Regions from separate parts of the Ovis aries genome. Here region 2 is linked to region 1. The links are chromatin contacts, called in public Hi-C maps. All regions are on one chromosome and are shown on one strand. The core of a region is the stretch at or near the end of the contact, and the rest is flanking DNA. Distances in the headings are between cores, read along the strand shown.

Region 1 (6,912 bases), core at 1,432-3,931:
CACAAGGGAAGCCTGGCTCTTAAAATTTAGGCTATAAACAGATCTATACTTGATAAAACTTGGTGCCACTTTTGTCAAAGAATTAATGCAACTGTTTAGCATCATAAGTTCAAACTTGCACTCATTTCACTTTTTGTGACTTATTCACTTATTAGTTCAAGGAGAAAACAGACTAAATGGAGAAAAAACATACAAACAATGAATAACAGTTTCCTGATGAGCCGTGACATTAAATAAGAAAACAAGATATTCTGATTTTATTTTAAACACTGGCCTATTACTTTAGGATCAAAATAACTGTGGTATTTGAGTTTAGAGCCAATATTCTGGTCTCTTCACAAAAGTAATCCCTTTCTTTGGCACTGATAGATCATTAAGCATCCATCTCAACTGTTTCAATGTGAAAAATAGCTTGCTATCTTTGTCAGCAAATAACCTGCCATGCCTTCAATTAGACAAATTAACTTATATTTCTACCCCAAACTGTATCCAGTGTCCTACAACCATTTCACCAGAGAAATTAAAAGTTTTGGCTAGTAACTCTTTATTTTGGTATTCGATAGTGAGCAAACTGAACATTTAAGATATGATTTTTTAAAAAAGATTCTTATATAACTACCACAAAATAGATAACACTGGTGGTCCAGTGATTAGGGCTCTGTGCTTCCACTGCCAAGGGCATGAGTTCAATCCTTGGTAGGAGAGCTAAGATCCCTCAAGCTGTGTGGTGCGGACCAAAAAAAAAAAAAGTAAAGAAAAAGGCTCTTAAATAACTATCACCAAATACTGAACAGACAACTAAAAGTTCAAGGCGGATTTTTCCACTGGACTGTGGACCTGCCTGTTCAGCAGCTTCTGGACTCCATAAGTGCAAACTCGAACTCATATTTTGCCTTAAACTGCCTGTGCTCTGTACAGCTATCAGTGTCACCTCCATCCACCTAGCTGACCAAGTTAGAAACCTGGATTATCTCTGACCATCTCTGTCCTTTCATTCCTGTATCCAACTACTTGCCAGGTACTGCCCTGTATGTGTGTATGCTCCGTTGTGTCTGACTCTTTGCAGCCCCATGGACTGTAGCCCGGCCTGGGATAGAACCCACGTCTCCTGCATTGGCAGGCGAATTCTTTACCACTGTGATATCCAACACAGCTTCCCTGCCTCTGACCTCTCCCTTCTTCACTGCCAGGATATGCTTTTTAAAGCCCAAATATATGTCCTTACTTGCTCAAAAGCCTTACTTTTTCTCCTGTTTCCTATGGAATAGCCTAAACCTCTTAGAATAGCACCCAAGGCTTTCCATTATTCAGTCCACTCCCCCACTGCCTCTTGTTTGGGTGATGCTCAGGGTTTAACTTCCATTGGTCACTGAATGATTGCACAGAGTGGTCAATGCCACTGAAAGAAGTTTCATTACTCACAGTTCCCAAGAGAAAGGGGCATACATCAAGCCATGCAGGGCCACCTGGGGAAGCACTGGTTCAGTCAGGAGGCTGAAGGAGGGAGGGGAGAAGATGGCCCAGAGTTTAGGGGGGTTTCTGTGGGAAGAAATAGGTGAGGTAGAATAGATAAGTTTGAGCAAACTTAGGATTGAGTAGTTGGAATCAGGTTGGTCTCTAATTGTCCAGTACTTGGCCCTGGGGTGATTTAGGGAAGGGGAAATATTGGCTTGGTATGTGGGAGTTAGATAAAGGAAGTGGTTGGGATATGGGCTTTGGATCAGTTGCTTTGTCCATGGAAGGCAAGTTGTTTATTACTCCCGGAATTAGCTCACCCTCAAATGAACAGTTCTTCCCAGGGCTACAAGGCCCTAAAATGTCAAAGCATCGTAAAGTGTAAAATAAAAAACATGAGTAATACACATTCCTTTCCCATGAACCCTCTGTTCATAGCTCTAGTTGCCCCAGAAAATGTCCTTTATGAATAAGTTCTGTAGTGCCTCTCTAAACACTCTGCCACCACCCAGAGCCCTGACTGACACCCCAAGTCTGGTACCATGTAACATGACCCCTCCCTGTCCCTCTCCCCCGGAGCAGTAATGGCCCTGGTCACAGGCAACCACTCTATAGAGAGGCTGGTCACCTGTGACCAGTGTGACCTGCCTGAAAGAGATGAATTGGGCCGATCAGATTTCCTCTTTTAAGGATTTAAAATGAGAGCCATAAAAAGAGATAGCAAATAAGACGAACTGGGAGGTTCTTAAGTACCCTCAGGACCTTCCCTCCCACTGTAATCTATACCCACTCCAAAATACTACAAATAGTCCGTAATAATTATCTGGGGCTAGTGCTAGAGTTCTGCTCTGTTTCATGTTTCTTTCAAGCACCAGCATTAACAAAGATTCACAGAGACTGACAAAATGTAAATTCAGACTGGATCAGGTCAGAGAGGGAGGGTGCAATGAAGCCCCCAAGTGTGTTGCAAAATGTTTTAAATTTCATATAAACATTTAAAGGACCACGATCTAGTGCAAATGCATTTTGCAGCTTCAAAGCAATCTCCAGTTTTATTTAAAGTTCTCACACCAGGCTACACTCCTGAAAAAAAACACTTTGGGCGGAGCCAAGTACTACTCCTCTTCCTCTGGGTCGCGCAGAACCAAATCCGCAGACTTTGTCGATTGCTTCTGTCTGGGCAGACCAGCCTGGATCGACTGCTCCCGTCTGGCCCGTCCGCGGGCGCGGGAAAAAGAGTTTGAATCCAGTCTGACTGCCGCGGCGACCTCCTCAACCTTCACAATCCTGACCAGCCTCAGCAGCCTCCTCTTTTTACATCCCTGACTCCAGGAGGTCTCCCGAATCACGAGAGTGGAAACGGAGACACTCAAGCCGCCGCCATGTCCGAGGCTTATTTCCGGGTGGAGTCGGGTGCGCTGGGTCCTCAGGAGAATTTTCTTTCCTTGGACGACATTCTGATGTCCCACGAGAAGCTCTCGGTGCGCACGGAGATCCCCATGCCGCGCCTGGGCGCTTTCTTCCTAGACCGGAGCGGAGGGGCCGAGACTGACAATGCGATCCCGGAGGTAAGCGATTCCGTCTGGAAAGACTACAACTCCAAGTAGGACTTGCGGGCTCTGGGGCGCTGCGTAGCCGGGCGTGATGCCCTCTGGGATTTGTAGTTTTACAGTACAGGGAGGCCGAGCGGAGCGCTGAGTCCTGTTCGCCGCGCGCCCCACTCCCACCCCCCCAGCCTTCGCGACCTCTGCGGAAACTAAATTTATACTGGGTCGTCAGGGTCCCTCCAACACGGATTTCTTTTTTGAAACTAACCAAATTCAGCAGTGTGTTTTCACCCGGTGTGTGTTGATGCTTAAGGATCGGCGCCTACGGACCAGGGTTCTGATCACTTTTTGCCTTAAAGCAAAACAACAGTTTTGGGACATCATCCCAAGTGATGTCTGGGAGCTGCAAATTGCTATATTCGTTCCTGAAATGATGATGGCATCAGCAACCATTTCCTGAGAGCTTTTAGTGCAGGGATCTATTACTCCTTTAGTCGTTTAACAGCCCTATATTCAGATATTGTTACACATAAAGAAATTGAAGCCCAGATATGTTGGGTTTCTTGGCCAGGGTGCCAGGGTCTTATTGTAAGTGGTGAACTGGGATTCGAATTTAGAACTGCATGACTTCAAGTTCGAGTTTTTCCCAGGAACATGGCTTGTAATAGTTCTTATTTTTAAATATTTATTTGGCTGCGTGGGGGTCTTAGTTGCCATGTGCGAACCCTTAGTTTTGGCATGTGGGATCTGGTTCGCTGACCAGGAATGGAACCCGCCCCCCACCCGCAGTGGGAGCTTGGAGTCTTAGCCACTAGACCACCAGGGAAGTCCCATAATGGTTATTTTTTATTTCGTAGTTAACCCAAGTTTTGTTTAGAAGGGTTTTTTGTTTGGTCTATTTTGAGTTATTTTTATCAAAGTGAGACATATGCAAAGTTTAAAAAGCCAGATAATACCCAAAGATTTATAGAAAAAAATAGGAGACCTTGCCTTGCTCTCCCTCGTGTCCTTTCCATTTCTACAGGATCTGTCTCCTTTTTTCACAGTCTCTTCAAAATTCACCTCCATATTTCTAATTAATGTTCTTAAATTTATCTTGAGTTTTTAAACATTTAGACATTATGTTTTGACTTTCCGTTAGAGTACTTAATTAGTTGGTTCTCTTACACACTGATAAACAGAGGTGTACCATCCATATTTTATTCATATTTCCTTCGTTTTTACTTAACATCCATTTTCTGTTCCAGGTTCCCATCCAGGACACCAAATTGCATTTAGTAATTGTGTGTCCTTAGGCTCCTCTTGGCTTTGACAGTTTATTAACCTTTCCTTGTTTTTAATGACCATGAGTTTTGTGGAGTGCTGGTGAGGTATTTTGTTGAGAATATTCCTCATTTGGGATTTGTCTGCTGGTTTTCTCATGATTAGACTGTTTTGAGGTGGAAGACCATAGAGGCGAAGTGCCATTTTTACCACATCTTAACAAGGGTACCTGCCATCAGTGGGACTTGTGTTGATACAAACCTTGATCACTTGAGCTATGTGGAATTTGTCAGGATTCTTCATTGTAAAGTTACTCTGCTTTTCCACCTTCCAGACTGTTCTCTCTGGAAGGAAGTCATATGTACAGCTATACTTAAGGAGAGGGGAGTTACGGTCCCCTTCTTTGAGGGCCCAATGTCTACATATGCTATTTAGGATTCTTCTGCGTGGGAGATTTGTGTAGGAAGGTTTTTACTGATATATTTCATTTCATTCATAGACACAGGGCTATCAGATTTTCTATTCTAGTTTTACTCTTGGTACATGGTTTTTCCACCCTGGGAATTTGACTGTTTCACCTAAATTTTCAAATAGAGTGGTATAGTGTTGTTCAAAATATCCTTTTACTATCTTTTAAACATCTGTACAATTATAGCTGTGTCCTGCTTTTTATTCTTGATATTGAGAAGTTATGATCTCTTTCTTAAGAGATCATAATTTCTTACTAGGAGTTTATCACTTGTAGCAGTCTTTTAAAAGAACTAAATAATGGCTCTGTCAGCTTTCTCATTTGTACCTTCATTTTTAGGTCATTTAGTTCTTATCTTAATTATTCTTTCCTTCTCTTTTCTTTGGGCTTAATTTTCTTTGTTCTCTTGCACCATTCACATTTTGAGATGGGTACCCAGGTCATTGATTTTTCAGCTTTCTTTTTTACATTTTTAGCTGTGCTTTTCCTGTAGCTTTAACTACATTTCACAAGTTTTAATTTGGTTTTCTAATTTTCACTATGAATTCTTCTTTGACTCATGAATTATTGAGAAGACTGGTGCTTAGGTCCAAACATCTGGGGACTTTGCTATGTACAGTTTGGATTTTGATTTCTGGCTTAGTTCCACAGTGGCCAAACAACATAGTCTGAATGACTTCAGTTTTTTGAAAGTTAGCGTTTGCTTTAAACAGCAGCATAAGGTAACCATTCAGTTTGTGCTTGAAAGGGCTTCCCTGTGGATCAGCAGTAACAAATCCATGTGCCATGGCAGGAGACTCAGGTTCGATTCCTGGGCCAGGAAGATGCCCAGGAGAAGGAAATGGCAACCCATTCCAGTATTCTTGCCTGGGAAATCCCATGGACAGAGCAGCCTGGCAGGCTACAGTCCACAGGGTCACAAAAGAGTTGAACATGACTTAGCAACTAAACAACAGCGATGTGCTTGAAAAGTTTGATATTGTGAAGGCATGGTCTGCAGTGCATAATCTATACATAAATTAGGTGAAGCTTTTATTTGTTTTGATTGTCTATGTTATTGATTTTTTGTTTGCTACTTCTCATTTATCGAAAAGAGATGTTAAAATCTCCCATGATGATTGTAGATTTGTCATTTTTCCTTTTACTTCTGTTAATTTAGACAGATATTCCTATTTTTCTAATAGATTTAATGACCATTTTATTATCAAAGGTCCGTCTTTATCTCTAGTAATGCTTCTTTTGCATAACATTTTTTCCACCTTCTATTTTCTGTTATCTGCATTTGGGTAGTTTTTATTTACGTTAGTTAGGAAAGCCTTCCCTTTGTGTCACATTTTTGTTCTTCACTCTCTTTTTGGTATAAATGCTTTTTCTCTCTCCGTTCCATCATGACATAAAACTTCAGCCCACACAGTTCATTTCTTAAGTCACAACTACATCTTCTGTGTTTGGCAGTCATTCCCCTAGAGAGAACAGGCAGTACTGATATTCATTCATTCCCTTAGGTCACGTGCATAGTAACACATTTACTATGTTACTTGTCTTTAAAACCTACAATCCTGTGTGATACAGGGCACAAAGCTTGAACTCCCTTTGTGGCTGGCAAAGGGACTTTTTGACAACAAGCGGCGGATCCTTTCAGTGGAACTTCCCAAGATCTACCAGGAGGGTTGGAGGACTGTGTTCAGTGCAGACGCCAACGTGGTGGACCTCCACAAAATGGGACCACATTTCTATGGGTTTGGCTCCCAGCTCCTGCATTTTGACAGTCCAGAGAATGCCGACATCTCCCATTCTCTCCTGCAGGCAAGTAACTGACATGAAAACCTATGGCATTGCACATGGCTCAGGAGATAGCTGTGCTGGCCACCAGATGTTACTCTTACCCAGGGGAGTGTATGATTTATGCGATCAGTGTATTGTTATTCTAGGTCAGCCTACAGTTAGGCTGTGTTTGCCTATTACATATGCATGTAACTATGACTTGTGTGCTGCTCTTTATATTTGCTTGCTAAGAGTTGGAACCAACAGGAAATCCTGGAAATAAGAAAGGGGTTATGGTTGATCACAGGTGATAGGCAGAGGAGGCTCAGACCTCCTTCTGACTGAATCCCAAACCAAATTCTTACCTGTAAGTGTTCAGGGATTTTAAAACAATGTATCTGATTTCTCTCTGGC
Region 2 (6,912 bases), core at 1,207-3,706, 190 kb after region 1:
TCCAACTCTGTGTGACCCCACAGATAGCAGCCCACCAGCCCCCCACCCCGACCCGGGATTCTCCAGGCAAGAACGCTGGAGTGAGTTGCCATTTCCTTCTCCAATGCATGGAAATGAAAAGTCAAAGTGAAGTCGCTCAGTTGTGTCCAACTCTTAGCGACCCACAGACTACAGCCCACCAGGCTCCTCCATCCACGGGATTCTCTAGGCAAGAGTACTGAAGTGGGGTGCCACTGCCTTCTCCAAATTTTGACAATTCAAGAATCATAAACATCTTACCAAAAATAAGTGTCTTGAAAAATCTGGGCATCCAATTTAAATTACTGTAGGTAAATTCTCTTCCATAGTATTGAGTAACAAAGATTTGTTACACAGTAGAATGAAATAAAGATTCAAGTTCATAAATTCATAAACTTAAGTTGGTTAAAAAGAAACTTCTCGTAACTAGATCAGGAGCTAACCAAAAATATACTTGGAAAAAGGAACATTCAAGCAAATTTGATATTAGTCTTTAAGCATACTGTCAAGAAATAAGCATTTCCTCTTCTGTTTTTTTTTTTTTAATGACTTAACCCAAAGTTAGGAGGACATTACGGTACTTAGCCTGACAAGATCCATATTAAAGAGACCAGTACTTAAAACCCCAGCAGAAATCTAAGAGACTGTATTTCTCTCTGGCTAAGCCAGAGATCCATTTGAGTTAGGAACCAAAAGCATTTCAGTTGTTCCACAATAATGCCAGAAAAAGGTGCCTTAAAACTGCTAAGATTACAATCTTAGGCAAGAAGAGGGTAAGACGTTGTTACTGATGGTCAAATCTCTGCCTTGTTTCCACGGAAGGAATTGGGACCCTTCACTTGTTGAAAAGGGACCAACTCTCCAAACAAGTATTATCATGCGACCATTTCAAAGCACAACTAGATGCCTACAACGTTATGTATCATCAGCTCATTTTCTCCTTAGACAAGGTAACAATTTGGAATGTCCTAAAACAGGATAATTTAAACTGTTACCAAATATCTTATTAAGAGCTAAAATACTACACTGCCAAATCTCTGGAAGGACAGATATGACAACCTGAGGATATTAAGCCCAAATACTTCTACATAAACAAGTTTGTTCTTAATCTGTTTGACCTACTTCCTGATTTTGTATTTGTCCAATCATTTTTCCATCCGTGTATCCCTACTCCTATCAAACGGACTGTCACGAGGTAAACACTCAGAATTTTCTCCGCAAAAAGTAACCAACTATGCTCACTCAGTTATTAACTGTTAAACTCCCCAAGGCAACTGAATTACAGAGAAATAAAAAGAGAGACTAAGAGTTAATACTCTCAGGAAAAAAAACTTTTAAGAGTCCTAAAATATGTGATGTTTGAGTGACTTCAAAGGGAAAAGCTTCCTGCTCAAAGTTTATTTTAAACACATCTCCAAACCCACAGACATCAAGCATTAAAGTTTAATCCTAGGAAGGGTACTCATCTGTGGGAACCCACTTGGGTGAAATCTGCAGAGGGGGTGGGACTGAAAAAGAACATTTGTGCTTTTGGCCTTATGTAACCCCCTGGAGACCCATAGTATCTCTCACGGAGGCCTCCCAAATGCTCGGCTCACTACGAGAGCTCTTCTCCTGGGCGAGTAGCACCACTACTACAGAACAGACACTGAGCCAGGTGGGTGGGGGCCGACTCTGGAGACTGAGTGAGCGCCCGGGCGCGCGAGTGGAACAAAACCTGTGGCAAGAAGTAATGAGGAAGTGCTCGCTCCCGCCCGCCCCTCCCACCGGCGGACACCCGAAACACCCGGGGTTTGACAACGTGCTGGGGGCGGGGGAGGGGGACTGGCAGCTCCAGGTCCACCGAGAGGAACCCGGAGTCGGCAACTACTCCGAACACGGGCACCTCGCCCCCCCCGCCTCCCCGGAGCTAGGCCTCCGAGGCCGATGCCCGCAGCACCCATCCGGCAGTTGAGAAGCTCGTGGAGTCTGCGAAGGGTGCAGTCCGCGCGAAGCGAGGGCCCAGCCGCCCCCAAGTGCCGCCAACACCGCCCTCAGAGCCGCCAGGCCCGGGCAAGGGGGGGCCAATCCCGGGTCTCATTCCGCGCTCTGCCCTCGGTTTCCTAGAGCTTTCACCAAGCCCTCTTCTCTCCAGAGGCCGAAGACTCCGCGGGCCGAGGGGAGACAGTCCGCCCTCTCCCGCCTCGCCACTTCCCCGTCCCGACTGCCCCTCACACCTCGGAGCCCCGGGAAACGCTCCCAGTGGCCCCGGGACCACCCCCGTTCCTTCCCGCACCGGCACCCAAGTTCCGTAGCTGACACCGCCTGTCGGCCTCGGCACCCGACCCCAGCCCACCACACCTCAAGCGGCTCCGACGGCGCTGGACACAGGAAACTCCTGGGTCCCCGACTCCGGTTCTCCTAGACCCCCTCTTCGGTTAACTCCGCTTGTTTCTCTACAAAATGGCGCCGGAGGTCGCGCGCTCACGTCGCGGCCTTTCCCCTCCCCGTTCCTATTTCATCATTTGCTGCCCGCCCGAGAAGGGATGGACCCAGCACCAGCCAATGAGCGCACCCCGCCTGTGGCTCCCGCCCAATCATCGACAGGTGCCCGCGGATTTAAACCAATCACACACTATCACTTGCAGAAGTCAAGGAAGAAACCAGGCTCCTGCTAGCAACTACCAATCCAGACTCCTACTTCGCGGGCTTTGGCCAATTGCCGTTCACCAGTCCCCAGGGACTGGAGTCGGAGCCCTCGCGCCTGCGCTCGAGGCGAGGGCCAATGGGGAGAAGCAGATAACTTCGATTTGGGGCTTCATGGACTTCCCACCTGCCCTCGAGATCCTCGACCAATGGGGGTCTGGCAAAGCCTCTGAGAAACACTAAATAAAGGAGGGGGCCCTTAAGCCTTCTCCACCTTGCGCGGGAACTATTATGAGTTAGAGTGAAAAACAGCCTTCCAGTACTCTCCTTTCTCTTTCGAAGTGTCAAGTGTCCGGTAGACCACGGGGATTCCCAATCTTAAACACTCCCGTCCTGCCCCGCGTCTCTTTGGCGGGGAACGCCGGTTACCAGAAAACTACAAGCAAGCGAGGCTCTAACTAGCGCTCTGGCGCTTTGCATCCTGGGATGTGTAGTCCTCCCCCTCCGCCCATCCCTGTCGCAAAAGTAGTGCGAGTTCCTCCCTCATTTACGACGCCCCAGGAAGAGCAATGCATTCTGGAGAACGTAGTCCCATTTGGTCCTCTCATGCTCCGGTCAGGAGAACTTTCCTGTCTAGTTCTGCCTCTGGAAGAAGGCACTCCCTACGGAGAAATAGGAAACTCTCGGGTTCTTTGTTTGGCTTAGTCCCTGTTAGTGGTAGCAGAAGGAATACTTATGCCCTTTGCTGTCGGGAGAAAAAAATGTAGAAACATCTTTTTTAAGATTTTGTGGTTAAAAAAAGATTTTGTGGTCACCTGTATCCAGCGAAGTGAGGGAGGAGAGTGAAGAAGTTGGCTTAAAGCTCAACATTCAGAAAACGAAGATCATGGCATCTGGTCCCATCGCTTCATGGGAAATCGATGGGGAAACAGTGGAAACAGTGTCAGACTTTATCTTTTTTGGGCTCCAAAATCACTGCAGATGGTGATTGCAACCATGAAATTAAAAGACGCTTACTCCTTGAAAGAAAAGTTATGACCAACCTAGATAGCATATTCAAAAGCAGAGACATTACTTTGCCAACAAAGGTCCGTCTAGTCAAGGCTATGGTTTTTCCAGTGGTCCTGTATGGATGTGAGAGTTGGACTGTGAAGAAAGCTGAGCGCCCAAGAATTGATGCTTTTGAACTGTGGTGTTGGTGAAGACTCGTGAGAGTCCCTTGGACTGCAAGGAGATCCAACCAGTCCATTCTAAAGGAGATCAGCCCTGGGTGTTCTTTGGAAGGAATGATGCTAAAGCTGAAACTCCAATACTTTGGCCACTTCATGTGAAGAGTTAACTCATTGGAAAAGACTCTGATACTGGAAGGGATTGGGGGCAGGAGAAGGAGGCCTGGCGTGCTGCGATTCATGGGGTCGCAAACAGTCGGACACGACTGAGCGACTGAGCGACTGAACTGAACTGAACAGGTAGACTCATGCATAATTTGTCTTTTTGTGACTGACTGATCTCTCTAACCTCCTAAAAATACTTTTTGACACCTGCCTTCATTGAACGCCAACTCTTCCAGCAAACTTTAACTGAGTATCTGGTGGTTTCAAATACGTGTAGGATACCCAAGGACCCCATGTACAATAAGCGGAAGGGTTACTTCAGTCTTGTTCATAGCTGTATCCCAGCACCTAGCACAGTGCCTGGCACTTGACAGACACGTGAGAAAATAAATGTTGAAAAATCATGCGATGGAGAATTGGATTTAAAACATTATAATGTTAGTGATAGAAGATTCCTTAAACAGACCAGTGAGTGAGTGAAGTCTCTCAGTCGTGTCTGACTCTTTGTAACCCCAGGGACTGTAGCCCACCAGGTTCCTCCATCCATGGAATTTTCTAGGCAAGAGTACTAGAGTGGGTTGCCATTTCCTTCTCCAGGGGATCTTTCCAACCCAGGGATCGAAACCCGGTCTCCTGCATTGTGGGCAGACGCTTTACTGTCTGAGCCACCAGGGAATCAAGGATGAGAATATAAGTCCTTCCTATACCTTGTTGTATAAAATTGCTGAAACCTCAACGGATAGCAGAATTTTAGCCAGATTTATCAAAACTGAAAATGCATAGACCCATTGATCCAATATCTAAGAATTTACTCCACAGGTGAATATTGCAAATTTGTACAGAGATGGATATTTAAAGATATTAATTGATGGGGTTAATTAGGTCCTAAAAGATTGGACACAATAGAAAAGAAGATGAATAAGAGTATGGAATACCGCAAAGTTTTTTAAAACTATAAGTCTGTAGGTACTAATATGGAATGATTCGAAGATTTATTGTTAATCGTTAGGTGCAGAATAAGAAAAACAAAACCAAAAACGGATGGCATAATCAGTATGTTACCATTTGTGTAGGAGAAAGGAACTATATTTGTATTTACCTGTAAATAAGTGTATTAAAAGATTTGAAAAGATAACGCCATTTCCCCCAACTGACATAACTGGTTATCCCTGGGTAGGAAGTGGAATGAGGAAGGGTAATGGGAGCTTTTGCTTTTTGTTTTATTTTCAGTCAGTCAGTTCAGTGGCTCAGTCCTGTCTGACTCTTTGCAATCCTATGGACTGTAGCATGCCATGCTTCCCTGTCCATCACCAACTCCCAGGGCCTACTCAAACTCATGTCCATCGCGTCGGTGATGCCATCCAACCATCTCATCCTCTGTCGTCCCCTTCTTCGCCCGCCTTCAATTTTTCCCAGCATCGGGGTCTTTCCCAATGAGTCGGTTCTCTGTATCAGGTGCCCAAAGTATTAGAGTTTCAGCTTGAAAATCAGTCTTTCCAATGAATATTCAGGACTGATTTCCTTTAGGATTGACTGGTTGGATCTCCTTGCAGTCCAAGGGACTCTCAAGAGTCTTTTCCAACACCACAGTTCAAAAGCATCAATTCTTCAGCACTCAGCTTTCTTTATAGTCCAACTCTCACACCCATACATGACCACTGGAAAAACCATAGCTTTGACAAGATTGACCTTTGTTTTGTTTTATTACCATAGATTCGAACTTTTGAAAATAGGATGTATTCATGTTTCATTTGTATAATTTAAAATATATTTTTTAAAAAAGATACCTGTAGAGGTCAGCTATCTAAGATCAATGCTGTAATTCTACAACTAGAATTGTCGTTGGTCTTAGACATAAATCTCCTAAAGTAAAGTAAGTTGAATGAAATAAAGCTAAGTTGCCTTTCCCCACTTCAGCTTATCTTTACCCTAAGGCTGCTCTGGGAGACCCTTCTGTCCACTGCCAACCCCTCCCTCCCACCCCCAAACTCGCAGCCCCAGCTACACCAACACTACTCCTAGGATTTGACTTGTTTTGGGGACTTAGCCTAGTACCTGCAAGGACTCCCACATAAATAGCTTGGAGATCAAAGGTCTTCAACTGTGTGTTATCATGAATTCTGAGTGGCTTCTATACTCACTAGAAAGGAGAGAGATGCATAGAATGTTTTCCAGTTGGAAGGGTTAGTGGAGATCACCTGGTATACTTTTTTCATTTTATTGAAAGACATAGTTGGAAGTCATGCCCAGACAAAGTAGTTTACTAGAGACCTTCACAAAGAATTGAATCACCTTGTAACTCAGCAATTATGTGTTCTGGGGTTCAAACATAATTAGAAACATGATATTTTTACCAGCTGTTAATTACTCACCTGGCCTCTTTGCTCAGCCTTCTTCCAATCCTTCACCCCCCAATTAATTGTGCATACCAGACTCTGGAAGAACTATATAAACTCTTTTAACTGTTTCTTAAAATAGCCTAGAGAAGAATATGTAAGTGCTAGGAAACAAAAGCCTTATTGAATTGGCTTGGGGTGGAGGCAAAAATACCTAGAAGACAAAGGACTTTGAGACTTTGAGGTCTGCAGAAAACTGTGTTATAAAATGTTTGAAAAAAAAAAAAAATGTTTGGAGGTGCTTAAAGTAATGCTCAAAATTCTCCAAGCAAGGCTTCAGCAATACCTAAACCGTGAACTTCCAGATGTTCAAGCTGGTTTTAGAAAAAGCAGAGGAACCAGAAATCAAATTGCCAACATCCACTGGATCATCAAAAAAGCAAGAGAGTTCCAGAAAAACATCTATTTCTGCTTTATTGACTATGCCAAAGCCTTTGACTGTGTGGATCACAATAAACTGAAAAATTCTGAAAGAGATGGGAATACCAGACTACCTGACCTGCCTCTTGAGAAACCTGTATGCAGGTCAGGAAGCAACA

Evidence for each region. A called contact is a pair of places that touch in the nucleus more often than the background predicts.
Region 2: a contact with region 1 is called in a Hi-C map of hypothalamus, with 5 times the contacts expected there. The contact joins the promoter of CNOT1 here to the promoter of GINS3 in region 1. A contact is called at or near these places in 2 of 16 Hi-C or Micro-C datasets (hypothalamus and liver).

The regions. Positions count from the first base shown.
Region 1 is chr14:25,785,012-25,791,923 of ARS-UI_Ramb_v3.0, forward strand. It overlaps GINS3 (GINS complex subunit 3), which reads left to right and starts at 2,682. Exons shown (of 2, transcript XM_042231732.2): 1 at 2,682-3,023. The coding sequence starts at 2,838.
Region 2 is chr14:25,974,173-25,981,084 of ARS-UI_Ramb_v3.0, forward strand. CNOT1 (CCR4-NOT transcription complex subunit 1) reads right to left here and starts at 2,457. Exons shown (of 48, transcript XM_060398361.1): 1 at 2,359-2,457.